Regions from separate parts of the Sus scrofa genome. Here region 1 is linked to region 2. The links are chromatin contacts, called in public Hi-C maps. All regions are on one chromosome and are shown on one strand. Each heading gives the region's core, a stretch centred on a gene start, on an enhancer-like site or on the middle of the called end of the contact. The rest is flanking DNA. Distances are from core to core; before and after follow the strand shown. Region 1 has its middle 100 kb from the start of RSU1. Region 2 holds the start of LOC110255686 (patched domain-containing protein 3-like).

The links. A called contact is a pair of places that touch in the nucleus more often than the background predicts.
Region 1: a contact with region 2 is called in a Hi-C map of differentiating spermatogonia, with 4 times the contacts expected there. The contact joins the enhancer-like site here to the promoter of LOC110255686 in region 2. A contact is called at or near these places in 5 of 47 Hi-C or Micro-C datasets (differentiating spermatogonia, fetal skeletal muscle, heart right ventricle and 2 more).

Annotation. Positions count from the first base shown.
Region 1 is chr10:44,974,145-44,981,075 of Sscrofa11.1, reverse strand. It overlaps the pseudogene LOC100525069. Among named protein-coding and RNA genes, the nearest start is that of RSU1, 100 kb to the left of the region's middle. Within about 2 kb of position 4,030, at least 4 of the 83 cell types and tissues checked have an H3K27ac peak or open chromatin away from gene starts, as enhancers often do. A contact at or near this core is called in differentiating spermatogonia, where this site is marked.
Region 2 is chr10:42,981,848-42,988,400 of Sscrofa11.1, reverse strand. It overlaps LOC110255686 (patched domain-containing protein 3-like), which reads right to left and starts at 1,254. Exons shown (of 4, transcript XM_021064808.1): 1 at 95-1,254. The coding sequence starts at 1,162.

The DNA.
Region 1 (6,931 bases), core at 2,781-5,280, 2.0 Mb before region 2:
TTGCCGTGAGCTGTGGTGTAGGTTGCAGACGCGGCTCGGATCCCGCGTTGCTGTGGCTCTGGCGTAGGCCGGTGGCTATAGCTCCGATTCAACCCCTAGCCTGGGAACCTCCATATGCCGCAGGAGCGGCCCAAGAAATAGCAACAACAACAACAACAACAAAAGACAAAAGACAAAAAAAAAAAAAAAAAAAAAAGAAAGAAATAAGCAGCCACATTTTAGCGGCTTCCACAGTGAAAGTGTCCTTCTCACTCATGTAACAGTCGCTGTAGATGCTCCTGGTCAGTGAGGGGCTCTCTTGACCATGGTGATTCAGGGCCTGGGTTCCTGCCAACTTATGGTGCCACGGCCCAGATAGGCTCTTCTTGCTGCCTGTGTCTAGCTAGCTGATGGGACAGAGAACCTCTTAAAGGCCTTGGCCTCTATGTGACACACACTTCCATGTATATTTTGTCACATGGCTACACATGTAAGTCAAAGGAATTAGAAAATGCAGTCCTTGGTCAGGAAGCAATGTTTCAATTGAAATTCCATATTATGGAAAGGCAGCACATTTTTGGTTGATAGGAAGCACTCATGTCATTGATTATTCACCTCTTACATTATGCTTAAATTCCAAATGGATCCATATTTAAATGTAAAATTTTTACTCTTCAACAAAGGGTGCTGGGCAAACTGGACAGCTACTTTAAATTAATGAAGTTCAAACACACCCTAGGAGTTACTGTCATGGCTCAGTGGAAATGAATCTGACTAGCATCCATGAGGTTGTGGGTTCCATCCCTGGCCTCGTTCAGTGGGTTAATGATCCAGCATTGCCATGAGCTATAGTGTAGGTCGCATATGCGGCTCAGATCTGGTGTTGCTGTGGCTGTGGTATGCCAGTGGCTACAGCTGCGATTCAACCTCTAGCCTGGGAACCTTCATAACACCGTGAGTGTGGCCCTAAAAAGACCAGAAAACAAAAACAAAACAAAAAACCATGCATCCTAACGCCATACACAAAAATAAACTCGAAATGGCTTAAAGACTTAAATAAAACATGACACCATAAAACTTCTGCGACTTAGGCAAAACATTCTCTGACATAAATCCTACCAATGTTTTCTTAGGTCAGTCTCCCAAAGCAGTAGAAATAAAAACAAAAATAAACAAATGGGACCTAAACACACTTATAAGTTTTTACATAGCAAAGGAAGCCATAAACAAAATGAAAAGACAACCTACGGACTGGGAGAAAATATTTGCAAACGATGTGACTAACAAGGGATTAATTTCCAAAATATACAAACAGCTCATACAACTCAATCACAAAAGCAAATAACCCAATCAAAAGCTGGGCAGAATGTCTAAACAGACATTTCTCCAAAGAAGACATACAGGTGGCCAGTAGGCACATGAAAAGATGCTCAGCATTGCTAATTACTAGAGAAAGGCACGTCAAAATGACAATGAGGTACCACCTCACACTGGCTAGAATGGTCATCATTAAAAAGTCTAATAATAAATGCTGGAGAGGATGTAGAGAAGAGGGAACCCTCCTACAATGTTGGTAGGAATGTGAATTGGTGCAGCCACGATGGAAAGCAGTATAGAAATTCCTTAAAAAACTAAATACAGAATTTCCATAGGATCCAGAAATCCTACTCCTGGGCATATATCCGGAGAAAACTATAATTTGAAAAGATAGGCACACTCCAATCTCCATAGCAGCACTGCTCACAATAGCCAAGACATGAAAGCAGCCTAAGTGTCCATTGACAGAAGATAAAGATGTGGTACGTATATGCAACTGAATACTACTCAGCCATAAAGAAGAATGAAATAATGCCATTTGAAGCAACATGGATAGACCTAGAGATTATCATACTAAGTAAGTAAGAAAGAGAAAGACAAATACCATATATCACATCACTTATATGTGGAATCTAAAACATGACACAAATGAACTTATTTATGAAACAGAAACAGACTCACTGATAGAAAACAATTTTTCTATCAGTGTTACCAAAGGGGAAAGGTGTGGGGGAGGGATAAATTAGGAGTTTGGGATTAACAGTACTCTATATAAAATAGATAATCAACAAGGTCCTATTTTATAGCGCAGGGAACTATATTCAGTAGCCTAAGAGAAACCATAATGGAAAAGAATACAAAAAGATTATGTATATATATGTATAACTGACTCACCGTGCTGTACCCAGAAACTAACACAGTGTAAATCAACTATACATCCATAAAAAAAGGATAGTAAACGTAAATATTTTAAAGTAGATTATAATCACTGAAAGGGAAACGGCTATTATGTCTATTATAAAACAAAACAAAATCTGTATTATAAAACAAAATCTGTAACATTTAAAAAATCGGTTAATTCAGGAGTTCCTGTTGTGGATCAGTGTGTTAAGAACCTGCTGTAGTGTCTGTGAGCATGTGGGTTCGATCCCTGGCATCACTCAGCAGGTTAAGGATCAGGCATTGCCGCAAGCTGCAGTGTAGGTTACAGACGTGGCTAGAATCTGGTGTTGCTATGGCTGTGGCGTAGACAGGCAGCTGCAGCTCCAATTTGACCCCTAGCCTGGGAACTCCCAGGTGCAGCTGTAAAAGAAAATACATGTATATCAGTTAATTCAACTAACAAAAGGGGGTGGGACGTGGTGGGGGGGTGGAGAGACTCATGACTCAAAACACAGGAAAAAGTGTATAAATAGGTCCTATAATCAAGAAGAAAATCCTAATAGTCCCCAAAAAAAAGAAAAAAGAAAAGAAAAACCAAAAACTAGGAACAGATGGGAGAGTTCACCCAAAGAGGAAATAAGATGGCTCAAAGGAGTAAATGAAAAATAAAACCAAAATAAGATACCAATGACACAAATCAAACTCTTTAATGACATTCTGGGATAGGCTGCAGAAAAAAAACTTCACACACTGCTTATGAGGATATAAATTGATAGAACTTCTTGGATTTTTATCAATAATTTGACACTTAAAATGGTATATGCTTTGGCTCAGTAAATCCCCCCTTTCAAAAAAAAGAAAAAACCACAAATATAGTGCTTGCACTCTGAATAAAAGGCATTCATTCACTTAGCGCTGTTAATATCAGCAACACACTCTGAACAATCCATAGGTTGTTATGAAATTAGGTTATGGCTAATTTATGTTTCACTTATAAACTGGAAAATATATAGCAGTTGAAAAGTGTAAGATAAAGCTACACGCACTCCCAGGCTAAGATCCTTTGACATATTTGGTGATTTGCATACACAGTGCAAGAATACTTATGAAAATATATACTTGTATCTATTTTGATATGCCTGCAAATGCAAAGAAAACACTTTTTAAGGATAAACACATTTAAACCCTACATTAAGAAGAGGAATGGGAGAGAAGGACGTTTTAGGGCTGAATTTTGGGGGTTTTTTTTCTCTTTTTTTCACTTCTCATTCTATGCATTTACTTCTTTTTACAAGGAGAATGTTATGTCTGTAGCTAAAAAATGAAAACAATGAAATTAGATTCACCAAAGCCTTACCCTGAGAAAAATGCTTCTGTATGATCCTGCCCCCCTCTCCCACGACCCCCTACCCGCAAGATAAAAGCCGACACTCCCTTGTGTGTGTGTCTGTGTGTGCGCGCCTGCGAACAAGCCAAAATCTCCCAGTAAGTTGTGAGTCTTAGAGGCGAGGCATGCATTTCACTCGCCTTTAAGAAGGGTTTCTTGTATTAACTGAATCCTGAGAGGATGAGACAAATCTGGGGCTAGTTAGGCTACGACGCGCTCCCCAACGGAGCCCCACCATCCGGTCAAGAGAAGCCCGAGCTCAAACGAACTCCCGCAGACTTTCTCCAGGAAACCGTTGGGTGGGATCCACGCGCCTCCCGACGAAGCGCCAGCATTCGGAAGCGAGCAGCGGGAGCTCAAACGGACTCCCGCAGATTTTCTCCAGGAAACCGTTAGGTGGGGTGGAGAAGGGCGCTCCTGTCTGATCTGCCGTCCAGTTGGAGACCTTTGAGACCGTGGCCTTTCCTGCCCAGAAATAAGCCTTAGCTCGGCTAAGGTTACGCGGGAGGCGGGGATGGAACCGGGCTCAGCATCCGAGTGGCGGGAGCCTGAGGCGGGGCCTGAGGGGGCCTCTGAGAGGGGCTCGCAGCTGCCTGGGTCCCCTCCGCTGCAGCTCTGGGTGTCCAGTCAAGGATGGGAACCCGAACTCGGCTGGGCGTCAGGGCAGCGCACAGAGCCTGCACCGGATTGGCAGCAGCCGGCGCGGTCTCTATCGGAGCCCCTGGTGTCCGAGAAGCCCTGCTGCCACACCAACTGCTGGAGGCGCCCCAGTCCCGCACCTTCCAGCCTCTGGGAGCGGAGGTGAGCTCCCACTTCTAGGTCTTCCTGCTGCTGCCCCTGGTTTTGACGGCCCATCTCGGCTCTGGCTTGATTTACCTGCCCAAGGATGCAGAAGAAGACACAGGGAGCCCGGTCAAGGCTGAGCGACGCTTTGTGCAGGGCCGTTTCGCCGCCAACGACTCATTTCATCTCCGGGGAGAACACAGAGTCAATTATGCTTTTATTCTAGCGGTCTCCAACACCGCCTCGTTGCTGAAACAAGAAATCTTGTCCGAAATTAATACAATGGCCAAGGCGGTAAGGGCTTTGTCCGTGATGGAGGGGAAAACGGAACCCAGATCCAGTACAAGGAGGTCTGCTCCACCACCTGCACCGGGGCTACTGCGCCCCCTCCAACCCGCTCTTTTTCTCCTGGAAAACAAACAGGAACTTCAACCTGCAAAACATCACCTTCCCCATCTACAGCCTAGCAGGTCCTATTATCTACGTCCTGGGAGAAACTGTCTTAGGCGAGAGTTTGGGCCCGAGCCAATTATTCCTGGAGGCCAAAGCCATGCAGCTGTGGTACTCCATGAAGACTGGAGAAGAGGACAATCAGCAGAACAAAAAAAGTGGCTGATCCATTTCCTGAACCAAGTGAAGAACATGGAAGAGAGTCTGGCTTTGCAGACTATCCAGGTACCCGGCTGCTGGGTTTTCAAGGGAGGCCAAGAGCAGGTGGGGGGATGGTAAGACTTTTCCGGGGACCATAGCAATAGCATCCTTGATTATCAGATGGAGTCTTGACGTGAAACTCTGGAAGTCCTCTACTGCATTTGGTCTTTAATCCAACTTTCCTAAAGTAACACACTGAAGGCTGCCCCAAATCTTAAATCCTTGGTACCATTCTGGTGAAAAACCATAAATCCTATATCCTCAGGGTAGGTCTGTTTAGTACAGACATTGACCTTAAGGTTTAGTTTGGTTACCTGGTCAAATTACATTGAAATTCTTACTTTGAGTTAAAGTCTTTATTGTTTCTGTGAGCCCCCTAAAATTTGTTTGGAGTTCATTGGAATAAAAAAAAAACAAATCTTTAGGCAAAAGTTGCATGGTGTTCTTGAGAAAGATAACTAGCTGAGCATTTGCTTTTTAGGGTGGCAGGTGGCATACGGAAATTACCAGGCTAGGGGCCCAATCAGAACTGTAGCAGCCCTCCTACACCTATGCCACAACAACCCAGGATCTGAGCCCAGCTGCAAATTACACCACAGCTCAGGGCAATGCTGGATCCTTAACCTGCTGAACAAGGCCAGGGATTGAACCTGTGTCCTCATGGATATTAGTTGGGTTTGTTAACCACTGAGCCAGGACGGAAACTCCCTAGCTGAGTATTTTTAAAATAAATTAGGTCACAGACCCAGGCACATAGCTGTTTCTTACTTTTTTGGGATGGCAAACCTACTGATAGCCTGAGTAAGACTGGTGAAAGAGAGACACCTACTGGAAAAAGCCTTTGAAATAGCCAGGCCTTTCTGAAATGATATTTGTGCAATTAAAATGGTACAAGAAGACAACCTAATAAAAATCTGGAAAAGCCAGAAGGTCTATAGTTATTCATGATTTCACAGTTTTATATCAGATTCTGATTTCATAATATTCCAGAGTTTTAAACTTTAGATTTTTGAAAGAAACTTTGGAAAGCATGCCAGAGATTTTGTGGGAAGCAACGACTATTTTGTGGGATACTAGTCGGGTTCATTACAGCTGAGCCACAATGGGAACTCCTTAAAAATATTTTTAAGGGTATAATTCAGTGGTATTAAATGCATTCACACCATTGTGCCACCACCAAAAACATTTCCTTACAAATATCTGCCATCACTCCAAACAGAAACTCTAACCATTAAGCAGTAAATCCCCACTTCCTTTCCTGAGTTCTGGTTAACCTTTAATCTATTTTCTGTCTCCATGAATTTGCATATTCTCAAGATTATATATTAAATGGAATCATTCAGTATTTGTCCTTTTGTGACTAGTTTACTTCACTTAGCATAATGGTTACAATGTTTATGCATGTAGTAGCATGAGTTCCTTTTCATGACTGAGTAATACTCCATTTTATATATAAACAACATTTTGTTTATTTATTTATCTGTTGATGGGCACTTGGAATGTTTCCACTTTTTGACTGTTGTGAATAAGGCTGCAATAAACATTGGTGTACATAGCTCTGTTTGAGCCCCTGTTTTTTATTCTTTTCAAGTATCTACCTGGGTGTGGACTAGTGGGTTGTATGCTTATTCTCTGATTAGCTTTTTTTGGCTGCACCCTCGGCATATGGAAGTTCCTAGACCAGGGACTTAATCCAAGCTGCAACTGTGATCTATGCCACATGTGCTGCAACTCCAGATCCTTAACCCACTGCACCAGCCTGAGGACAGAACCTGTGCTGCAACCGGGACAACACCAGATCCTTAACCCACTGCACCACAGTGGGAACTCCTCTGGTTAGGTTTACGAAGAACCATCAAATTATTTTCCAGAGAGGCTACACCATTTTATGCCCACCAGCAAATTACATGCTTTCCAATTTCTCAACATCCT
Region 2 (6,553 bases), core at 5-2,504:
TAATCAAGGATGCTATTGCTATGGTCCTCGGAACAAGTCTCACCATCCCTCCCGCCTGCTCTTGGCCTCCCTTGAAAACCCAGCAGCCGGGTACCTGGATAGTCTCCAAAGCCAGACTCTTCTCCAGGTCCTTCACTTGGTTCAGGAAATGCATCAGCCAGGTTTTGCTCCGCTGGTTGTCCTCTTCTCCCGTCTTCAAGAAGTACCCCAGTCGCATGGCTTTGGCCTCTAGGAGTAAATGGCTCGGGCCCAAACTCTCGCCTAAGACGGTTCCTCCCAGGACGCCGGCCAGGTAGGTGATACGACCTGCTAGGCTGAAGATGGGGTAAGTGATGTTGCGCAGGTTGAAGTCCCTGTTTGTTCTCCAGGCTAACAAGAGTGGGTTGGAGGGGGCGCAGTAGCCCTGGTGCCTGGAGCACACCTCATTGTACTGGATCTGGGTTCCGTTTTCCCCCATCACGGACAAAGCCCGCACTGCCTCGTCCACTTTCTCAATTTCGAGAAAGCTTTCTCGTTGCAGCAGCGAGGCGGAGTTGGAGACCACCAGAACAAAAGCATAATTGACCTCGGTGCTCTTCCTGGAGAAGGAGAAGTAGTAAGAGTCGTTGGCGGTGAAATGGCCCTGCACAAAGCGTCGCTCAGCCTTGGCCGGGCTCCCTATGGGAGTGTACTGCTCCTCGATATCTTCTTCTGCATCCTTGGGCAGGTAAATCAAGCCACAGCCGAGGAGAGCCGTCAAAACCATGGGCAGCAGCAGGAAGACCCAGGGGTGCGAGCCCACCGCCCATCCCAGCCGCCCGAAGGCTCGGGACAGGGGCGCCTCCAGACAGTTGGTGTGGCAGCGGGGCTTCGTGGACACCTGGTTGTCGGATGGAGACCGCGCTGGCTGCTGCCTCTCGGGTGCCGGCTCTGCGCGCTGCCCTGACGCCCAGCTGAGGTCGGGTTCCGGCCCCTGACCGGACGCCCAGAGCTGCGTCGGCGGCGGAGACCCGGGCTCGCCAGGCAGCTGCGAGCCCCTCTCCGAGGCCGCCTCAGGCCCCGCCTCCGGCCCCCGCCCCTCGGATGCTGAGCCCGGCTGTTTCCCCGCCCCCCGCAGGCGCTCCTCCTCCTCCTCCTCCTCTTCCTCCTCCTGTGGCGCAACCTTAGCGGAGCCAAGGTTCATTTCTGGGCGGCAGGAAAGGCCACGGTCTCAAACGTCTCCAACTGGACGGCAGATCAGACAGGAGCGCCCTTCTCCACCCCACCCAACCGTTCCTGGAGAAAGTCTGCGGGAGTCCGTTTGAGCTCGGGCTGCTCGCTCCCCAATGCTGGGGCTTCGTTGGGGGGCGCGTGGACCCCACCCAACGGTTTTGTGGAGAAAGTCTGCGGGAATCCGTTTAAGCTCCGGCTGCTCGCTCTCCGATGCTGGTGCTTCGGTGGGGAGCGCGTGGTAGCCCCAAATTTGTCCCTGGCGCCCATCCTCTCAGGATGGACCTTCTTAAAGGCGGGTGAAATGCGTGCCTGTCTGCAAGACTCAACTTCCAGGGAGAGTCTGGCTTGTTCACGGGCGCGCATACAAAGACATACACAGCACACACACAAACACACACACACACACACACACACACACACACACACACACACACACGAGACAGAGAGAGACAGAGAACAAGTGTTCTAAGTGGCGGCTTTTACCTTGCGGGGCAGTGGTGGGGTGGGGATCATCCAGAAGCAAGGTTCTTAGGGTAAAGCTTTGGTGAGTCTGGTACACCTAACTTAATTGTTCTTACTTTGTAGCTACAGACATAGCATTCTTCTTGTAATAAGTTAGAAGTTAATGCATAGAATGAAAAGTGAAAAAAACAAAAACCCCAAACTGAAAGCTAAAATGTCCTTCTCTCCCATTCCTCTCCTTTTTTACAAAAATGCTTTTTATTCTTTCCATTATTGCTGATTTATAGTGTTCTGTCAATTTTCTACTGCACAGCAAGGTGACCCAGTCACACATAGATATATACATTCTTTTTTCTCACATTATCATGCTCCATAATAAGTGGCTAGATACAGTTCCCAGTGCTGTACGGGAGGATCTCAGTGCTTATCCATTCCAAAGGCAATAGTTTGCATCTATGAACCCCAAATTCCCCATACATCCATCCCACTCCCTCCCCCTCTACCTTGGCAACCACAAGTCTGTTCTCCATATCCATGATTTTCTTTTCTGTGGAAAGGTTCATTTGTGCAGTATGTTAGATTCCAGATATAAGTAATATCATATTTGTCTTTCTGACTTCACTTGGTATGAGAGTCTAGTTCCATCCGTGTTGCTGCAGATGGCATTATTCTGTTCTTTTTTATGGCTGAGTAGTAGTCTATTGTGTGCATATATACCACATCTTCCTAATCCAATCATCTGTCAATGGACATTTGGGTTGTTTCCATGTCTTGGCTATTGTGAATAGTGCTGCCGTGAACATGTGGGTGCATGTGTCTTTTTTAAGGAAAGTTTTGTCTTGATAGATGCCCAAGAGTGGGATTGCTGGGTCATATGGTAGTTCTATATTTAGTTTTCTGAGGTACCTCCATATATATTCCATAGTGGTTTTACCAATTTACAATTCCACCAACAGTGCAGGAGGGTTCCCTTTTCTCCACACCCTCACCAGCATTCGTTATTTGTGGATTTATTAATGATGGCCATTCTGACTTGTGTGAGCTGGTACTTTATGGTAGTTTTGATTTGCATTTCTTTAATAATCAGTGATGTTGAGCATTTTTTCATGTGCTTGTTGGCCATCTGTATATCTTCTTTGGAGAAATGTCTATTCAGGTCTTTTGCCCATTTTTCAATTGGGTTGGTGGCTTTTTTGCTGTTGAGTTGTTTAAGTTGTTTGTATATTTTAGAGATTAAGCCCTTGTCAATTGCATTGTTTGAAACTATTTTCTCCCATTCTGTAAGTTGTTTTTTTTGTTGTTGCTGTTGTTGTTTTTTTATGGTTTCCTTTGCTGTGCAAAAGCTTGTCAGTTTGATTAGGTCCCATTGGCTTATTTTTGCTTTTATTTCTGTTGCCATGGGAGACTGACCTGAGAAAACATTTGTAAGGTTGATCTCAGAGAATGTTTTGCCTATGTTCTCTTTTAGGAGTTTGATAGTGTCTTGTCTTACATCTAAGTCTTTAAGCCATTTTGAGTTTATTTTTTTGCATGGTGTGAGGATGCATTGCAGTGTCATTGATTTACATGAGGCTGTCCAGTTTTCCCAGCTCCACTTGCTGAAAAGACTGTCTTTGTCCTATTTTATATTTTGCCTCCTTTGTCAAAGATTAATTGATCATAGGTGTCCATTCCTCTTCTTTATCCAAGGGTTTAAAAGTGGGTGTTTATTCTTACAAACTGTTCTCTTTGTATTTGCAGGCATATCAAAATAGATGTAAGCATGTATTTTTCATAAGTATTATTGCACTGTGTATGCAAATCACCAAATATGTCAAAGGATCTTAGCCTGGGAGTGTGTGTAGCTTTATCTTACAGTTTTTTTTTTTTTTTTTGTCTTTTGTCTTTTTAGGGCTGCACCCATGGCATATGAAGATTCCCAGGCTAGGGGTGGAATCGGAGCTGTAGCTGCCGGCCTATACCAGAGCCACAGCAGTGTGGGATTTGAGCCATGTCTGTGACCTGCACCTCAGCTCATGGAAATGCCAGACCCTTAACCCACTAAGCAAGGCCAGGAATAAAATCTGTGTTCTCATGAGTACCAGTCGGGTTCATTAACTGAGCCAAGACGGGAACTCCTATCTTACACTTTTCAACTGCTCTGTACTTTTCCACTCTATAAGTGGAACATTAGTTAGCTATAACCTAATTTCATAACAACCTGTGGATTGTTTAGTGTGTGTTGCCGATATCAACAGTGCTAAGTGAATGAATACCTTTTATTCAGAGTACAAGCACTATATTTGTGAGATATTTTTTAAAAGGGAGGATTTACTGGGCCAAAGCATATCCCATTTTAAATGTCAAAGTTATTGATTAAAGTCCATAGTAGTTCTATCGATGTACATCCGCATAATCCGTGTATGAAGTTTTCTTTTTCCACCGCCTATCCCAGAATGTCATTAAAGAGTTTGATTTGTTCCATTGGTATTTAATTTTGGTTTCATTTTTAATTTACTCCTTAGAGCCATCCTATTTCCTCTTTGAGTGAACTCTCCTATCTGTTCCCAGTTTTCATTTTGGACTCTTGGGATTTTCTTCTTGTTTATAGAAGCCATTCAGACTTTAAAGAAATGATCACTTTTTCCTGTGTTTTGAGTCATGAGTCTCTCCACCCCCCCCTCCCTCCCACCCCATTTTGTTGGTTGCCAGGCCTTATGTTTGTAGTTGAATTAACTGATTTTTTTTCTTTTACAGCTGCACCTGCGGTATATGGAAGTTCCCAGACTAGGGTGAATCACAACTGCCGGTGCTGGCCTACGCCTCAGCCATAGCAGAACACCAGATCCAAGCTGCGTCTGCAACCTACGCTATGGACAATATGTTGGGTTCTTAGCCCACTGAACCGCAACCAAAACTCCTGAATTAACTAATTTTTTAAACAAGTTGTAGATTTTGTTTTACAATAGACCTAAGAACTGTTTCCCTTTCACTGATTATAATCTACTTTAAAATTTATGTGTGTGCTCCTCTTTTTATTGAGGTATAGTTGATTTACATTGTGTGTCAGTTTCGGGGTACAGCAAAGTGATTTGGGTATACAGATGTATATACATATTCTTTATCATCTTCTTTTCCATTATGGCTTATCTTGGGCTATTGAATATAGATCCCTGAGCTATGCCATAGGACCTTGTTGTTTATCTATTTTGTGTAGAGCGGGTGTGTATTTGTTAATCCCAAACTCCCAATTTATCCCTCCCACACCCCTTTTCCCCTTGGGTAACAATGAGTTTGTTTTCTATTGGTGAGCCTGTTTCTGTTTGGTAAATAAGTTCATTTGTGTCCTGTTTTAGATTCCACAGATAAGTGATATCATATAGTATTTGTCTTTCTCTTTCTGACTGACTTAGTATGATAATCGCTGGGTCTATCTGTGTTGCTGCAAATGGCGTTATTTCACTCTTCTTCACGGCTGAGTAGTATTTGATTGTATATACGTACCACATCTTCTTTATCCATTCCTCTGTCAGTGGACCTTTAGGTGGCTTCCATGTCTTGGCTATTGTGAGGAGTGCTGCTGTGAACATTGGAGGGCATCTGTCTTTTCAGATTATAGTTTTCTGCAGATATAGACCCAGAAGTAGGATCGATGGGTCATGTGGAAACTCTATATTTAGTTTTTTGAGGAATCTTGATACTGTTTTCCATCATGGCTGCACCAATTCACATTCCTACCAACAGTGTAGGAGGGTTTCCTCTTCTCCACATCCTCCACAGCATTCATTTTTTGGCTTTTCAATGATGACCATTCTGGCCAGTGTGAGGTGGTGCCTCATTGTCATTTTGACGTGCCTTTCTCTAGTAATTACCAATGCTGAGCATCTTTTCATGTGCCTACTGGCCACCTGTATGTCTTCTTTGGAGAAATGTCTGTTTTAGATCTTCTACCCATTTTTTGATTGGGTGGTTTGTTTTTTGGTTATTGAGTTGGATGAGCTGTTTGTATATCTTAGAAATCAATCCCTTGTCAGTTGCATTGTTTGCAAATATTTTCTCCCAGTCTATAGGTTGTCTTTTCATTTTGTTTATGATTTCCTTTGCTATATAGAAGCTTATAAGTTTGTTCAGTTCCCATTTGTTTATTTTTATTTTTATTTCTATTGCCTTGGGAGACTGACCTAAGAAAACTTTGATAGGATTTATGTCAGAGAATGTTTTGCCTATGTCCTAGAAGTTTTATGGTGTCGTGTTTTATTTAAGTCTTTAAGCCATTTCGAGTTTATTTGTGTGTATGGTGTGAGGGTGTGTTTTAACTTTATTAATTTAAAGTAGCTGTCCAGGTTGCCCAGCAACCTTTGTTGAAGAGTAAAAATTTTACATTTAAATATTGATTGGAGTTCCCGTCATGGCTCAGTGGTTAACAAATCCGACTAGGAACCATGAGGTGGCAGGTTGGATCCCTGGCCTTGCTCAGTGGGTTAAGGATCCCGCGTTGCCATGAGCTGTGATGTAGGTCGCAGACGTGGCTCGGATCCCGCGTTGCTGTGGCTCTGGTATCGGCTGGCGGCTACAGCTCCCATTTGACCCCTAGCCTGGGAACCTCCATATGCCGTGGGAGCGGCCCAAGAAAGACAAAAAAAAAGACAAAAAGACAAAAAATAGATAATAGATATAGATCCATCTGGAATTAATTTTAGTATAATGTAAGAGGTGAACAATCAATGACTTTGAGTGCTTCCTGTCAACCAGAAATTGTGCTGCCTTTCCATAATATGGAATTTCAATTGAAACATTGCTTCCCGACCAAGGACTGCATTTTCTAATAACTTTGACCCACGTGTGTGGCCATGTGGCCAATAATCGACTACAAAATAGACAGGGAAGATAAGCATGGAGGTGTGTGTCACATATAGGCCAA